Regions from separate parts of the Hordeum vulgare genome. Here region 2 is linked to region 1. A link is a contact called in public Hi-C data. All regions are on one chromosome and are shown on one strand. Each heading gives the region's core, a stretch centred on a gene start, on an enhancer-like site or on the middle of the called end of the contact. The rest is flanking DNA. Distances are from core to core; before and after follow the strand shown.

Region 1 (7,291 bases), core at 2,773-5,272:
TAGCGGTAACAGTAGCAACAGTGACAGCAGTAGTGACAGAGTAACAGTAGCATCAGTGACAACAGTAGCGACAAAGTAACGTAGCAGGGACCAGTAGGAAAAAACTCGTAGGCATTGGATCGGTGATGGATAATTATGCCGGATGATATTCATGCAACAGTTATAACACGGAGAGATATGTAACTAGCTCTAGTTCGTCAATGTAATGTAGGCATGCATTCCGTATGTAGTCATACGTGCTTAGGGAAAAGAACTTGCATGACATCTATTGTCCATCCCTCCCATGGTAGCGGGGTCCTAATGGAAACTACGGGATATTAAGGTTCTCCTTTTAATAGAGAACCGGAACAACGCATTAGCACTTAGTGAATACATGAACTCCTCATACTATGGTCATCTTTGGGAGTGGTTCTCTCTATTATCACTCCGGGGTTACCGGATCATAACACATAGTAGGTGACTACAACTTGCAAGATAGGATCAAGAACACACATATATTGGCGAGAACATAATAGGTTCAGATCTGAAATCATGGCGCTTGGGCCCTAGTGACAAGCATTAAGCATGGCAAAGTAGTAGCAACATCAATCTCAGAACATAGTGGATACTAGGGATCAATCCACGTCAAAACTAACTCGATTACATGATAGATCTCATCCAACCCATCACCGTCCAGCAAGCCTACGATGAGATTACTCACGAACGGTGAAGAGCATCATGGAATTGGTGATGAATGAAGGTTGGTGATGGCGATGGCGACAATCTCCCCTCTCTGGAGCCCAGAACGGACTCCAGATCTGCCCTCCAGAGGAAGAACATGTGGCGGCGGCGCCTCCGTATCGTAAAACGCGATGAACTCTTCTCCTTGATTTTTTTCCGGACGAAAGGGACTAAATAGAGCTGGAGTTGGAGGCGGTGGAGCTCCGAGGGGCCCACAAGCCTGCTAGACGCGGCTAGGGGGGCCCGCGCCTGGTGGGCTTGTGGGCTCCTCGCTCCACGCCTCCGGTTGGTTCTTGCGCCAGTATTTTTTATATATTCCACAAAAAATCCTCGTAAATTTCTAGGTCATTCCGAGAACTTTTATTTCTGCGCAAAAACAACACCATGGCAATTGTGCTGAAAACAACGTTAGTCCGGGTTAGTTCCATTCAAATCATGCAAATTAGAGTCCAAAACAAGGGCAAAAGAGTTTGGAAAAGTAGATACGACGGAGACGTATCAGGGCCCGACTGAGGAAAAACATCCCAAAAACTCTGCATATAGTTTGGTTGCCTGCATCTGGCCTGGCTGCACGAGGGAACGAATTTTGACCCGCCGTTTGGTTGGCCTGTTGCAATAGGCGCACATATGATATGATGTTTGGTTTGCAATTTGCATGAGGTGTTCTCACCATTTCTCACTAGTGGTGACCTTACCACACGCGATCTAAACATAGTTTCAGTCCTAGCTATGAAACAAATAACATTTCATCCTAGCTACAATGAAATGGCAGTACACATTATTAGGAATCATATGTCTTTATAGGAGAAAGTTTGTCATCGATGCTAACTAGGTGGGACCATCCTCTTCATCTTCCTTTGCTGCTGATGTTTCTTCTTCGGCTTCTTGTGCTTCTTCTTCTCTTCAGCTGTTGCTCTTGCTCTTCTTCTTCTTAAGATCTTTGTCTGATCTCCATTATCCCACATTGTCTATGCTCACTCTATCCTTTTGTTCTTCCAACTTTGTTGTCAAATGCCTCCACAACATGGCCGGAGCTGGCAACATCGCCATGCGTCACGTCTTCATCCTCAGGCACCGGTTCATGACAAACCCATTGCAGTATCAAGTTATGCAGAATGCAACAAGCAAGAACAAGCTTAACTTGAGTGGGGAGAGTGTGTAACGACTTTTGATCTAGGATCTGAAACCCGTTCTTTAGAGGTCCAAATGCCCTGTCAATAGTAACTCTAAGACTGGAGTATCTGAGATTAAACAACTCCTGTGGAGTCCTATGATAGTTCCTACCAGGCAACTCGTTGAGATGGTAGCTGGTTTTCCTGAAGGGTGGAAGAACACATAGCAGACATGCATAACCATTATCACCTAGGTAGAACTTGCCACCGGGAATGTTGATGCCATTAGGATGACTCATGTTGTTACCGCATGTGCTGACCCTTCCCATCCAACCAACACATATGTGAACTTTAGATGAAAGTCAACAGAGCAAGCACATTCTGGCATGTGTAGTGCTTTCTACCCATGTATGTTGTTGACTGTGACATCGGCACTCTGGCAGTGACATTAGTACCATTTATTGACCCAATGCAATCCTGAAAATGGTAATACAAGATAGTATTATGGTTATAGCCAAACAATACAAGCATATCAAGCCATGCACTACATACTTTCACTGCTTACCTTGAAGTATGGATACCATATTGGGCTTGTTTGAATCTTGGTAGGATTCCGGTCAACCTGATAATCTCCTCTGAGCTCCCCAACATCATAGATCACTTTTGCGAAGTACTTCGAAATGGTCTCCATTGATCTCCTGAAGGTGTTGTGCATAACCATGAACCTCTAGTTATGACCAACAACATGGAGGAACATGTCCACTTGCTCTTCCACACTGGTGTGGGTGCTATCTTGTAGCATCCCCATGCTCCTGAATGTCTCGACAAGCCTGGCAAATGGTGCTCATTTCATTCTTACCATCCACAGAGCCTATGTATCGTTGCAGTTGCAGATATAGTTCATATTCGTCATCCTCTCCTGATGCGAATACGCATTGGATCATAAGTGATAACATGCCTCTCACCACGACGAACAACTCTCTTGTGCATGAACATGATCCATGCCTTAAACACAACTATTAGTGCTGCAACATGAACTACCAGCTTCATGTGTGCGTCCATAACCTAGTCGACATCGATGGTGTGTTGAGCAATGAGGAAAGCAATCCTACACCTTGCCTAATGGCCTAACATAGGGGGGAGGGGGTGTTGCTTACCGACATCGCAGAAGACGACGACGAAGGGACGGGGGGGGGGCATAGTTGAGTCAAGGACGACCGCGGTGGCCAACAGGGAGGGGAGCAACAACTCCTGTTGCGGGAGAGTCTCCATCTGTGTCTGCCGCCTCCGACGCATCATCTTGCGCAGATATGAGTCGCCGCCGTTGTCGGTGATGAGGCTAGAGGAAGTGTGTGTCCTGGAGGTAGTGGTGACAGAGTAAATTGGGGGAGGGGGAGGGGGGAGGGGCGAGGCTAGATTTGGCGTCGTCATGCCGCGGCCGATTTCCATTTCCCGCCATCCCCACTCGATTTCGGATTGCTCCCGAGCATGCGAGCTGCGTCCCCTTTACGCCATGCTCAGTGTGACTTGTTGAAACTGTCGATTCGAGGATTTTCAGTGAGTCATGCTCAAAGCTGCTTTAAGTTTACTGTCAATGAGAACCAGCCCATCCTGTATGAAATCAAACATGTTCTTTTTGACCTAACTCGATCTAATTAAATGTACGTGGGCCACCAAACACGTCCATATAGTTTGCACCGAGTGAGTGTGCGTAAGCTTAAAATAAACATTGGTCGCCTTTTAGCAAGTTACGATAAGAGCAAGTACAATAAGGTACACTCAGCAGACTGTAAGGATTAAAATACTATATTTTTGCCGAGTTGTATGATAGAGAAGAGGAGAGAGAAGGGAAGCGGGCTCTTCGTGAAGAGCTAGCTCTAGCACGTGCTCCTAGGTGTTTTGTGAGAATGAAAGGTGGGTCATATATGATAAAAGTAATACTCTTTTATAGCTAACTATTGTACAAGCTAGCTATAAGGTGGGCTATAAGATGGCTTATAGCCAGCAGTTGGCTATACTATTAACCATGCTCTAAAGATAGAGAAAAAGCACACGCGAGCTCCTCGGATACCGCCGCAGGGCGGAGTGGTTGTGTACAAGTGGAGTTTACCGCCATCCATCCGTTAAAAAAGGATGGCCGTTCTTGTCATTTCGTCCCAAGCCTCAACCTCTCTCTCAATAAATACCCAGAAATATCGCCACCTCTCCCTCTCTCTCCGGAGAGAAGGAAGGAACTGAGCGCGCACGGCGACACATCTGGCGGCACGCTTCCTTTGGCCCCCAGCGCTCCTCGTACGCACGCACGCACGCACGAACACGCACAGCGGCGCGGTCGCCGGCGGTGGGGATGACGAGGCGGTGCTCGCACTGCAGCAACAACGGCCACAACGCGCGGACCTGCCCCGCCCGCTCCGGCGGCGGCGTCAGGCTCTTCGGCGTGCACCTCACGTCGCCGCCGGTGGCCGCGATGAAGAAGAGCGCGAGCATGAGCTGCATCGCGTCGTCGCTCGGGGGCGGCGGGTCCGGGGGCTCGTCCCCGGCCGCGGGGCCGGGGCCCGGCGGGGTCGCCAGGGGAGGGGGCGAGGGCGCGCCGGGGTATGTCTCCGACGACCCCATGCACGCCTCCTGCTCGACCAATGGCCGTGCCGAGCGCAAGAAAGGTACTGCTAAGATCTTCCGTCAATGGCTTGCTTGCTCGTATCTTGATTACGATCTCCTCTGCTTGAATGAGTGAAATGCTGTAGAACATTCACCACTCTTTAAACGCTCTTCTCCTTGAATTACCTCCGTGAGCGAGCTAGGAAAATGGCGTCTTGGTTTCCTGCCATTGGCGCATCTGTTTGCTTCTGGTTAACTCATCGCCTTCAGGTGCATCTACCTACCGCGGCGCCTCATGCAGCGCTTAGCCTTAGCGGTATGATGAATAAAATAAAACCTCCAGTTAGTAGAGGAAAGAGCTTGTCGTCTCCCCTAATTATTTAGTGTTTTTAATCTCTAATTATTTAGTTAGTTTGCTCCAAATTATGTACTATATTGTTTCAGGTACCGCATCTTGTGTACTATAGAAAACATAATTTTTTAGGTGAATCGTATAGTTTACCCTTCTTCTTTTTAGTTCCTCGTATACTTTCGCTTCTCTGAAGATTCATATGCAACCAAGATGCCATACTAATGATAAGCAAATCTCCTTTAAATAATAGAGTAAACATCAAAGCGCGCGAAGTCCCAGTTCCATTGAAGAAACCAACAAGCGCTCCAAAAATTCTCTATTTTTTGTTCTTCCTACATAAGCAAATTATTTTTGAATGGATGTCAATAGTTTGAACACATGCTCAGAATTTGTCCGCTGATACCATTGTTTCCATGCGATATTTATGAACCGTCCAGAATGGCCGACACAAATCAACTTACCTCCACATCTTTTCTCACCTGATTAATAACTTACCTCCACATGTGCATCACAAGGCCTCTGTAGATCACATTGCGGGGCGACAGTGACTGGCCACGAATAAAAGAGCCCCACAAGTCCCGCCCTGATGTCTCTTTGACCTTTATTTAATCACCTGATCCTAAAAGAATCTAGCCATATTAATTTCCAGCTGGTTTGACCAGTCCTAGATGTTTGCAGTGATATGCTATTCTATTGTATGATTGTACTCCCGCCCTGGGGTACTTTATTATTGGCACTTGGCTTCAAAGGGACTGTAGGAGCCAAGTGCCCTTTTAGTTGCTTACTTATACACTAAGGTATAGGTCTGTCAGATGTCATCTTTTCTTCCCCTTTTGTACTATTGTATTTTGCTGTTAAGTCTTCTGTGCTAATGGTTATAAACTAAGTAAATTATGTCACCTCAAACTCAAACATTAGGAAAATGATTATAACGGAGTGCCCTTGTTTTATATGGGGCAACATCTTAGTTGATATAAAAATGCCTACCTCTTACATGGCAATATCATGTCATTGTACTGTACTGTGGAACTTCCAGTTGAGTCACTCATGAATTGAATCAGGGGAAACTTTGTGTTTGTGGGACAGAGATACAGATTAACTTGGTAACAGTTTATCTTTCAGAAGCTAGACACAACGGTTTCCTGAACTGTTTTTTTTAAGGTAACAAAGTCAAAAGCTCGTGGTTTAATCAAGTTCAGATAGCAATCCTTTTTCTGAAACGTGTATGGGCAAGTCTCCTTAGTTACATTATTATTGTCAGTGCAGCTTCCAATCATAGACCTATTTGTGCTTCAGGTACACCTTGGACTGAAGAAGAGCATAGAATGTTTCTACTGGGTCTGCAGAAGCTTGGCAAAGGGGACTGGCGTGGGATATCTCGTAGTTTTGTTGTTTCAAGGACCCCAACTCAGGTGGCCAGCCACGCCCAGAAGTACTTCATCAGACAGACAAACTTCTCAAGGCGGAAGAGGAGGTCAAGCTTGTTTGACATGGTCCCGGAAATGGTATGCAATTTTTTGCTGTACATTATAAAACCGATTGTCTGCCTTCTCCACATATGTTAAACTATGCGCTCATACTTGTGCTTTCCTCTTCAACCTGAAGCCAATGGATGAGTCCCCCGATGGCGCGGAAGAGTTTACGCTCTGCAGCACTCAAGATGAAACAACTAATTCAAATAAACTGTCACTGTTTCATCTCGGGCGACCGAAGGAAGCAGAATGTGATAAAGATCTGCCAACTTTGCAACTAAGGCAGCACGAAGAATCTGAATATGCAGGGCGTTTATTAGAAGCACCAGATTTTGAGATGAACAATGGTGTATCATTCAAGGCCGCATCTGTCTCGACAGTGCCGGCGTTCTACCCAGCATTGCTCCCTGTTCCACTAACACTTTGGCCTGCGAATGTTTCTAACGTGGAAGCAGCAAACGCAACCCATGAAGTTCTAAAGCCCACTCCTGTGAATGTAAAGGAGGCAATTAAGGCGGATGAGGTTGTCAGTATGTCCAAGCTCAGCATTGGTGGTGACAGCTCTAGCTCAATGGAACCTTCTGCTCTTTCCCTTCAGCTTACCGGGCCGACAAATACAAGACAATCGGCTTTTCATGTGAGCCCACCAATGACTAGAACTGACCTAAGTCAGGGAAACAACAGCCCAATCCATGCAGTTTGAAGAGTCATGGAATGGGCCTTCCTAGTCAGATCTTACAGATTGTATTAATGGTCCTGATACTCTAAAATGTTGCGTAAGCTCCTGCGCTTGTACTTTTGTACCGTAACAGCTTCTAAGCTAATGTATCACCATCTTATTTATTTTTTCATTAATAAAGGTAGAGATATACATGTCACTGAAAATACCCTATAACTTGCCTGTCAGGAATCTCAGACTATTGTTACCTTTAATCTTTATGGATACAACTTCGCTGCTTTGGAGATTTTTGTATGCAAACTTTATAATTAGACATATGACTTCTTTCAGTCTACAAAGTTACATATCTATGTGAGTT
Region 2 (7,291 bases), core at 2,121-4,620, 130 kb after region 1:
GACCCTCCCTTGGATCGCTGGACACCTGATACGGTCACCAGCAGCCCGCTCGCACCGTTGTGCCACCGGATGAGGAGGTCATACCAGGGGCCGCCACCCCCGATCCAATGCCCTCCGCTCCAGATCGGAAGGAGCATCACCAGCGCTGCCGCCACAACCACCGCTGGGACGCTAGTTGGCCGCCGTGCCGCTGAGTTCCAGATCTGGGCTGCACCCTGCCCGCGAGAAGGAGCATTACCTCCGCTGCCACCATCACACGCACGGGCTTTACTCGGTGCCAACCACCGACGACGACATAGGTGGGGAGGGAGGGTGTCACGCCCAAGATGTGATTCTGTCCTTATTTTGGCACAAGGGCCTCGACACGGATAGAAGCGCATCCTTTCATTTTGCAAGAATGGATATCGTTACAAGTACATGTACATAAGAGATGATTATATGGAATTGGTTTACACTCACCACAAGATACAACATGAACAACACAATACAATAATATATTCAATCACCATGTAGAAGAGCACGATCCGACTACGGACGGAAACAAACGATTAAATAATGACGTCCATCCTTGCTATCCCAGGCCATCGCCTAGAAACCATCCTAGATCGAAGAAGAAGAAGAAGGAGAAGAAGAAGAAGAAGAAGAAGAAACTCCAAATAATACAATCATCACACTCACATCAAAGTATCTCTTTACCTGTACCTGCAACTATTGTTGTAGTAATCCGTGAGCCACAGGGACTCAACAATCTCATTTCCAAAGGTATCAAGACTAGCAAACCTTAATGGGTGAGGTATGGTGAAGTGGTGAGGCTGCAACAAGCAACTAAGCATTTATTTGAGTGGCTAAATTACGAGTATAGGAATAAAAGGTGTGTGTGGGGGGGGGTGATCTACGCATAAACAGACGTGACTAATGATGATCAAATGAATGATCCTCAACACCTACTTACGTCAGACATAACCCCATCATGTCCTCTTCCAGATGCAGAACTCGTGAGAAGATACAGTCACGGTTACGCTCACAGTTGGCATAGTTTAATTAAGTTTATTTCAAGTTATCTAGAACCGGATGTTAAACAAAGTTTCTAAGTGCCACATAACCGCGGGCACGACTTTCCGAAAGATTTAACCCTGCACGGGTGCTCCAACTAGTCCATCACAAACTACCACACGCTGCGTCGGAAACCTCGATCATGGAAAACCCGTGATCTCCTTGGATTCCTAGTGGAGAACCTAAACCTTGAGAAAACCAAAAGTATCCTCGGAATCCCTCGCACAAGACGTTCGAAAAAGGTAAAACAAATCTAACAAGGCCGCTTGACGTGCCGACAATCCCGATAGGAGTCGCGTATCTCGTTCTCAGGCCACACCGGATGAGCAGTACGTACAGTGGCCAGATAGAAATTCCCCGAGTTGCCCCGGATGGCCCCGCAAGTGGCCCTATTTGGGACCAACACCATCAGCACTCGCCCCCCTGTATTATGTTGAATTACTCCTCGGGTAGCCCTAACTCCCTATGTGTTAGTTAATTTTCAGTATTATTGTGTTGGGAAATCTAGTACCAATGTTGGGCCTTTCCAGAACAGTTTTATCCCAGAAGAAAATCTAGGGAGTGTTAGGAGCGCTCAATTATGGAACATAAGACCGGTAGCCGAAACTAAGGCGGCAAAGATGGAACAAAACACTAGGCTAAAAGGCCAAGCTTTCCATCTTTTACCAAGTATATAAGTGCATTAAATTAAATAGCAATAATATGGTGATATAACAAGGAACCCATGTTTACACATGGAATCAAATGCACCTCCAACTAGCAACACTATCACAAGGCTGAGCAAGCGGTAACATAGCCAAACAGTGGTTTGCTAGGTTGTGGAAAGGTTATAGGCTTTTCATGGCAATGTTGGGAGGCTTATTAAATCGGTGGTAGGCAACGAGACATAGCGAAAGAAACAAGACAACTAGCATAGTAATAGAATCTAGAGAAATGGTCATCTTGCGTGTGATCCCGCTTGGAAGAAGAATGAATCTGTGAAGTAGACGAGCCAACGTAGTCGAACGAATCCTCACACTCTGACACGCTTACGGAACTCTATCGAGAAGAAGCAATCCAGAAAGAAAAATCAATGCATGATATTCACCATAACATATGCATGACATGATGCACAAACATATATGATGCATGTCCGGTTTAATTATGCAAGGCATGGCACATCACAACAATTGAATACTACACATTAAGTGAAGCTCAATATGCAACAAGTTGCATATTGACGAAACTCCACGTTTATATATTTAGTTCACTCTCCTTTAGGTACACGACAATATTAAATGTTGTTAAACATGGCAAGAGGCAAAGCATAATTAAACTACACTATCTAGGCATTTTAAATAAGGTCGGAAACATCACATAGCATCTTCGAAATGACCACATGTGTTAATTTCAAAATTGGTCCAGATCCGAACTAATATATTTTAATATTTATTAAACAGCAAAATAAGGTGGATCATGTGATTCTACACGTTATTCTAGTCGATTTACATATATAAATCATCTAAAACGGAGTTACGGTCTAAAAGATATGAAGAACACAAGATGACATTGACATGAATGCAAATGTATGCAAATGACAGCCACAAGATATTAAATCATGGATGCACATGGTATTATGAAGATACACGGTATCCTACACAAGTTTAAATGAGGGAGGAACAACGAATAATAATTCCAGAAAGTCCCCATATGTTAATTTTCCATTTGCTACAAATCTGCCTAAAACGCAATATTAGAGTTATCATGTTGTTCTATACATAATCCTAGCCAAGTTACATATATAAAACATTTTAATCGGAGTCATGGTTTAATATTTATGAATTAAACCGTTTTAGCATGGCATTTATGCAAATTAAATGAAAACAGAAAGTTAATCATATTCAACATGGTGCAAGTTGGTTATTGTGAAACTACAAAAAATTCTAAGCACTTTTCATATATTAAGTTTTTAAATCCAAGGCACAATTAATTAGCTATGAAGTAAAACATTTTAACATGATATCACGCAAAACGATGCAAACACCATATTTAATAGTTTTTTAACATGCATGAAAGTGGAATATTATTAATCTACATAAAATTCTGGACATTTTACATACCTACATTATTTTCATCCAATGCACGGTTAAATATTTATGAGCATTTTAAAATACGCATTTTTCTATAAATACGAAAGTCCCTGGAAATTAGACAAATTCATAACGCAGAAAAAAAATGAGTTAGGCCAAATCTACTGCAAACAGGCCAACAGTGCCCGAGCGTAAGATACCTAAAGGTCGTAGACGCACACAATAGACGGGACTTGGCGCTGGCTTCTGCTTACTTTGCGGGCCTCGGCCCAGCTCGGTGGCACCGTTGGGCACAGGAGCGAGGCGGCCTTGGAGAGGAGGTCCGATGGAATTTCCTATTCAACGCTCCATGCGGCAAATAGCCGCTGCTTCGCACAGGGGTGCGACCGAGCGACTGGGTTTGGCCGGCCCGTTCAAACTTTGACTGATTCCGGTTTTGGAACCTTCTAGGGTTCCAGCCGGTTTTACCTGTTTTGGGAAACTTCTAGAAGGTTCCCTTAACCTGTTTTTTTATTTTTCTATTTTTTCTGTTTCTGTTTTTGTTTTTTGTTTTCTATTTCTGTTTCAAAATTGTTCTGAATTTTCAAAAAATGTTCTGGATTTTAGGAAAAACGGTCCAGAATTTGTAAAAATGTTCTGGAAATTGAATAAAATATTTTGGAATTTGGAAAAATGTTACGGAATTTAATTGTTTTTCTGGATTTTGAAAAAATGTTCCGGAATTTCATACTGTTCAAGATTTTGAAAAAATGTTCCGGAATTTGTTAAAATGTTCCGGATTTTTTAAAAATATTCCGAAATTTGAAAAGATGTTCTGGAATTGAAAAATCTTCCGGAATTTTAAAATGATCCAGACTTTTAAAAATTAGTATTCAAATTCTAAAAATATTTTATACTTTTAGGAAAATGTTGGGGATTTTCCAAAAAATATTTAGAGAGCAGAAAATGGAAAAAACTACAATCGTTGTTCACCAATTGGGTCGGCCCAGTGGGGCGTCACCCGAAGCCCCGACTGGTTGCCGTACTGAGCAACGAATAGGAGGTCCCAGCTCCTATACGGCACTGCAGGCCCCAGTTCGCGCTCCTCGAGCCTCCAGTGCCCCATGTTGGGCCGGCCCATGAATCATCAGCTGGCGCCGTGCTGCAGGCCCTGCAAAAATTTCATTGATTTTCAAAAACATAAATTTCAAAACGTACATTAAAATTCCATTCGATTAAAAAGCAATTAATCAGATTTGCGAAAAGTTTAATGATTGTGAAAAAAAGGTCACCGATTTTTAAAATATGTTCATGGATTTTCAAAAAGTTCACAAAATTTTAAAAAATCTTCCATTTTGAAAAACGAATTCATCAATTTTTAAAAACAGGTCATTGATTTGGAAAACAGTTCATGAATTTTAAAATAAGTTCATCCCAAATATGAAAAAAAAAATCATGGATTTGGAAAAAAGTTCATTACTTTCGAAAAAGTTCACCATTTAAAAAAAATCATCCCAAATTTGAATAGAAATTCATAGATTTTTTTAAAAATTATCAAATTCGGAAAAAGTTCATCGATTGAAAAAAAGTTCATCCCAAATTTGAATAAAAATTCATTGATTTGAAAAGAAGTTCATTAATTTCGAAAAAAGTTCATCAATTTAAAAAAACTTCATCCGGAATTTGAATAAAAATTCATTGATTTTAAAAAAAGTTCATTGATTGAAAAGAAGTTCATCTCAAATTTGAATAAAATTCATTGATTTGAAAGAAAGTTCATTAATTTCGAAAAAAATTCATCAACTGAAAAAAGTTCATCCCTAATTTGAATAAAAATTCATAGATTTTTAAATAAGTTGATCAAATTCGAAAAAAATTCACCCCTAATTTGAAAAAATCATTGATTTGAAAACAAGTTCATCAAATTCGAAAAAAGTTCGTAGTTTTTTTTGGAAAAAATCATGAGATTCAAAAAAGAATCATAGAATTCGGAAAAGTTCATCGTTTTTGAAGAAAAATTTCATCAAACTTGGAAAACAATCATTGATTGTGAAAAAGGTTCACGAATTTAAAAATTGTTCATCACATTTAAAAATAAATTGCAAAATTTGAGAAAAGTCAACGCATTTGAAAAAGAAAAAGGAAGCAAAAAAGAAACAGATAAAAAGATAAGAAAAATAAAAAAGCAACCAAGCCATTTAAAAAAAAACTAGAAAACCGGTCGCGATCTAGAGAAAGAATATAGAGGAGAATACGATACTTATCGCACATTGTGGGTTGCCTCAAGTGGTTGGAGCGTTTCTAACATATGTGCTAGGTGTGTGGTTCGAATTCGTTCATGGCCCTTTTTTCCAATTTTACAGAATAAGAGAATAAAAGTATCTCGGTCGGCCCAAATCGCGGCAGAGGGGTATGCGCTGCAGGCGCCGGTTAGCAAAAATGGCCTATAACCGGCGCGTATGGCGATAAATAGGATTTGCCGCCTTGGAGCGACTCGGCTTGGGCAGCGGTCGCCTGGGCCGGGGCGAGGCCGTAGCTGGCAGGCGCGCGCAGCGTTAGCCATGCCCACCCACGGGCGTTGCAGGTCGGAAGTTTACGCGACCGAGCGCTGGAGAGAGCGAGCGCCCGAGGCAGTTAACGTGAGCAGGGCTGCGGGCATCACCCATGGCGGCGGGCAGGCGAGGCACCGACGGGGATGCGCGGATACGGGGCGGGGCGGCCCAGATCCGGCCAGCGGCAACGACGGCGGGCTCAAGGCGGCGGCGACGAACGCATGCACGCACCATGGCCGGCGAAGGAGCTCCAGCAAGACCATGGCAGGGACGGTGGCGAGGGGCTCCATCCAGCATGGGGCCCCGGCGAGGCGCAACGTCGCCGGCACGCGCGGGGCGGCCCGACGGCTGGACTGGTGTGGCGGTGCGGTGGAGGCTGCGGGCAGTGTTGCGGCTGCGCGGTGGAGCGCGGGCTCTGCGGTAGCCGGACATGTCTGGTTTTTGGCGCGGACGTGTCCAGGTGGGGTTTTTTGGGCAAATATGAGCCTCTATTCTCATGTCTGAGGGCTGAAAATGGCTGGGAAGGTGTGGTTTTTGGGATTGGATGAGGTGGAGCTAGCATGTGGAGTTTTTGAGGGGGCTGCAATTTTGGCTAGGGGGTTTATAGAGAGAATGGACATTGGTGAGCTGGACCTCCGTCCGATCGCGATCCAACTACCACGAACGGAGGGATGGGCTAGGTGGGTTTAGTGGGCTGTGTAGATGGGCTAGGTGAGGATGAGAGGAAAGTGGTGCGGCCCGTGACAAAATTTTAAAATGCGAAAACATCCGACAATTAAACGAGCTAAAGTCACGCTATACATTTAACGGTTCGGGTATCAAACGGACTCTGGTTGCGACGAAATTTGACAGACGGCCTACCTACATTAAAATAAAACGCACGCCAAGTTTCAACCCAATCTGAGTATGTTTTATACACACTTTAAAAAAAAATTAACGGTGTCGTGGACGCGTGCATGTGTGGTTGGTCTCGAAACGGTCAACGGCAAGAACAGAGAGAACCGGCAATTAACAACGGATGCAAGTTTTGAAAACCGATGACAACGAAGTGCCGATGCAATACGGATGATGCACATGATGCGATGATGAATGCGACAACCAAACAAGTCACACGGCGACAACGGAATAAAAGGGGAATCTTCTGAAGCGTCGATTCCGGACTGTTACAGAGCGGACTGGCGTCTAGGGTTGGGCCTCCTTGGTTTTGACTTGATATGGCACTCTTGGTAACCAATTTACAAAATGGTAAGCCTTTGGAACCACTGTATTTGCGCAATTGTGTTTTTTACTACTATTAACTGCTTCGCATGCTTACTGATAATATCATAGTACCAAGAATCTTGATTCTTGAAGGATTTCTCTTGGACTCCTTATCTCCGTTTATTCTCAAGCAATGAAGGAACTTCTGTTCCATTCTATGTTTGGTCTGGAATGCCACATGTCACTCTAGAAATTAAGAGGATCATGCCGCAGTGCAATACAGGTTAGGGATTTATTTTCACGTCATGTTTTGTCACCATATTGTTGAGACAATTAGTGTCACAAGTGTATATGGTGATGAATGTAAGAACGTCTGAAGTGGATCTAATGGTGTCCTAATATCATAATATGAACAAATGGAGTTCTGTGAGAAATGCT

Evidence for each region. Hi-C and Micro-C count contacts between places; a contact is called where the count stands out from the background.
Region 2: a contact with region 1 is called in a Hi-C map of leaf, with 2.7 times the contacts expected there. The contact joins the enhancer-like site here to the promoter of LOC123442916 in region 1. A contact is called at or near these places in 2 of 6 Hi-C or Micro-C datasets (leaf and seedling).

The regions. Positions count from the first base shown.
Region 1 is chr3H:47,958,337-47,965,627 of MorexV3_pseudomolecules_assembly, forward strand. It overlaps LOC123442916 (transcription factor MYBS3-like), which reads left to right and starts at 4,023. Exons shown (of 3, transcript XM_045119100.1): 1 at 4,023-4,492; 2 at 6,079-6,287; 3 at 6,388-7,139. The coding sequence starts at 4,180. The coding sequence ends at 6,957.
Region 2 is chr3H:48,084,066-48,091,356 of MorexV3_pseudomolecules_assembly, forward strand. No RefSeq gene overlaps it. Among protein-coding and RNA genes, the nearest start is that of LOC123442916, 130 kb to the left of the region's middle. Within about 2 kb of position 3,371, at least 3 of the 3 cell types and tissues checked have open chromatin away from gene starts, as enhancers often do. A contact at or near this core is called in leaf and seedling, where this site is marked.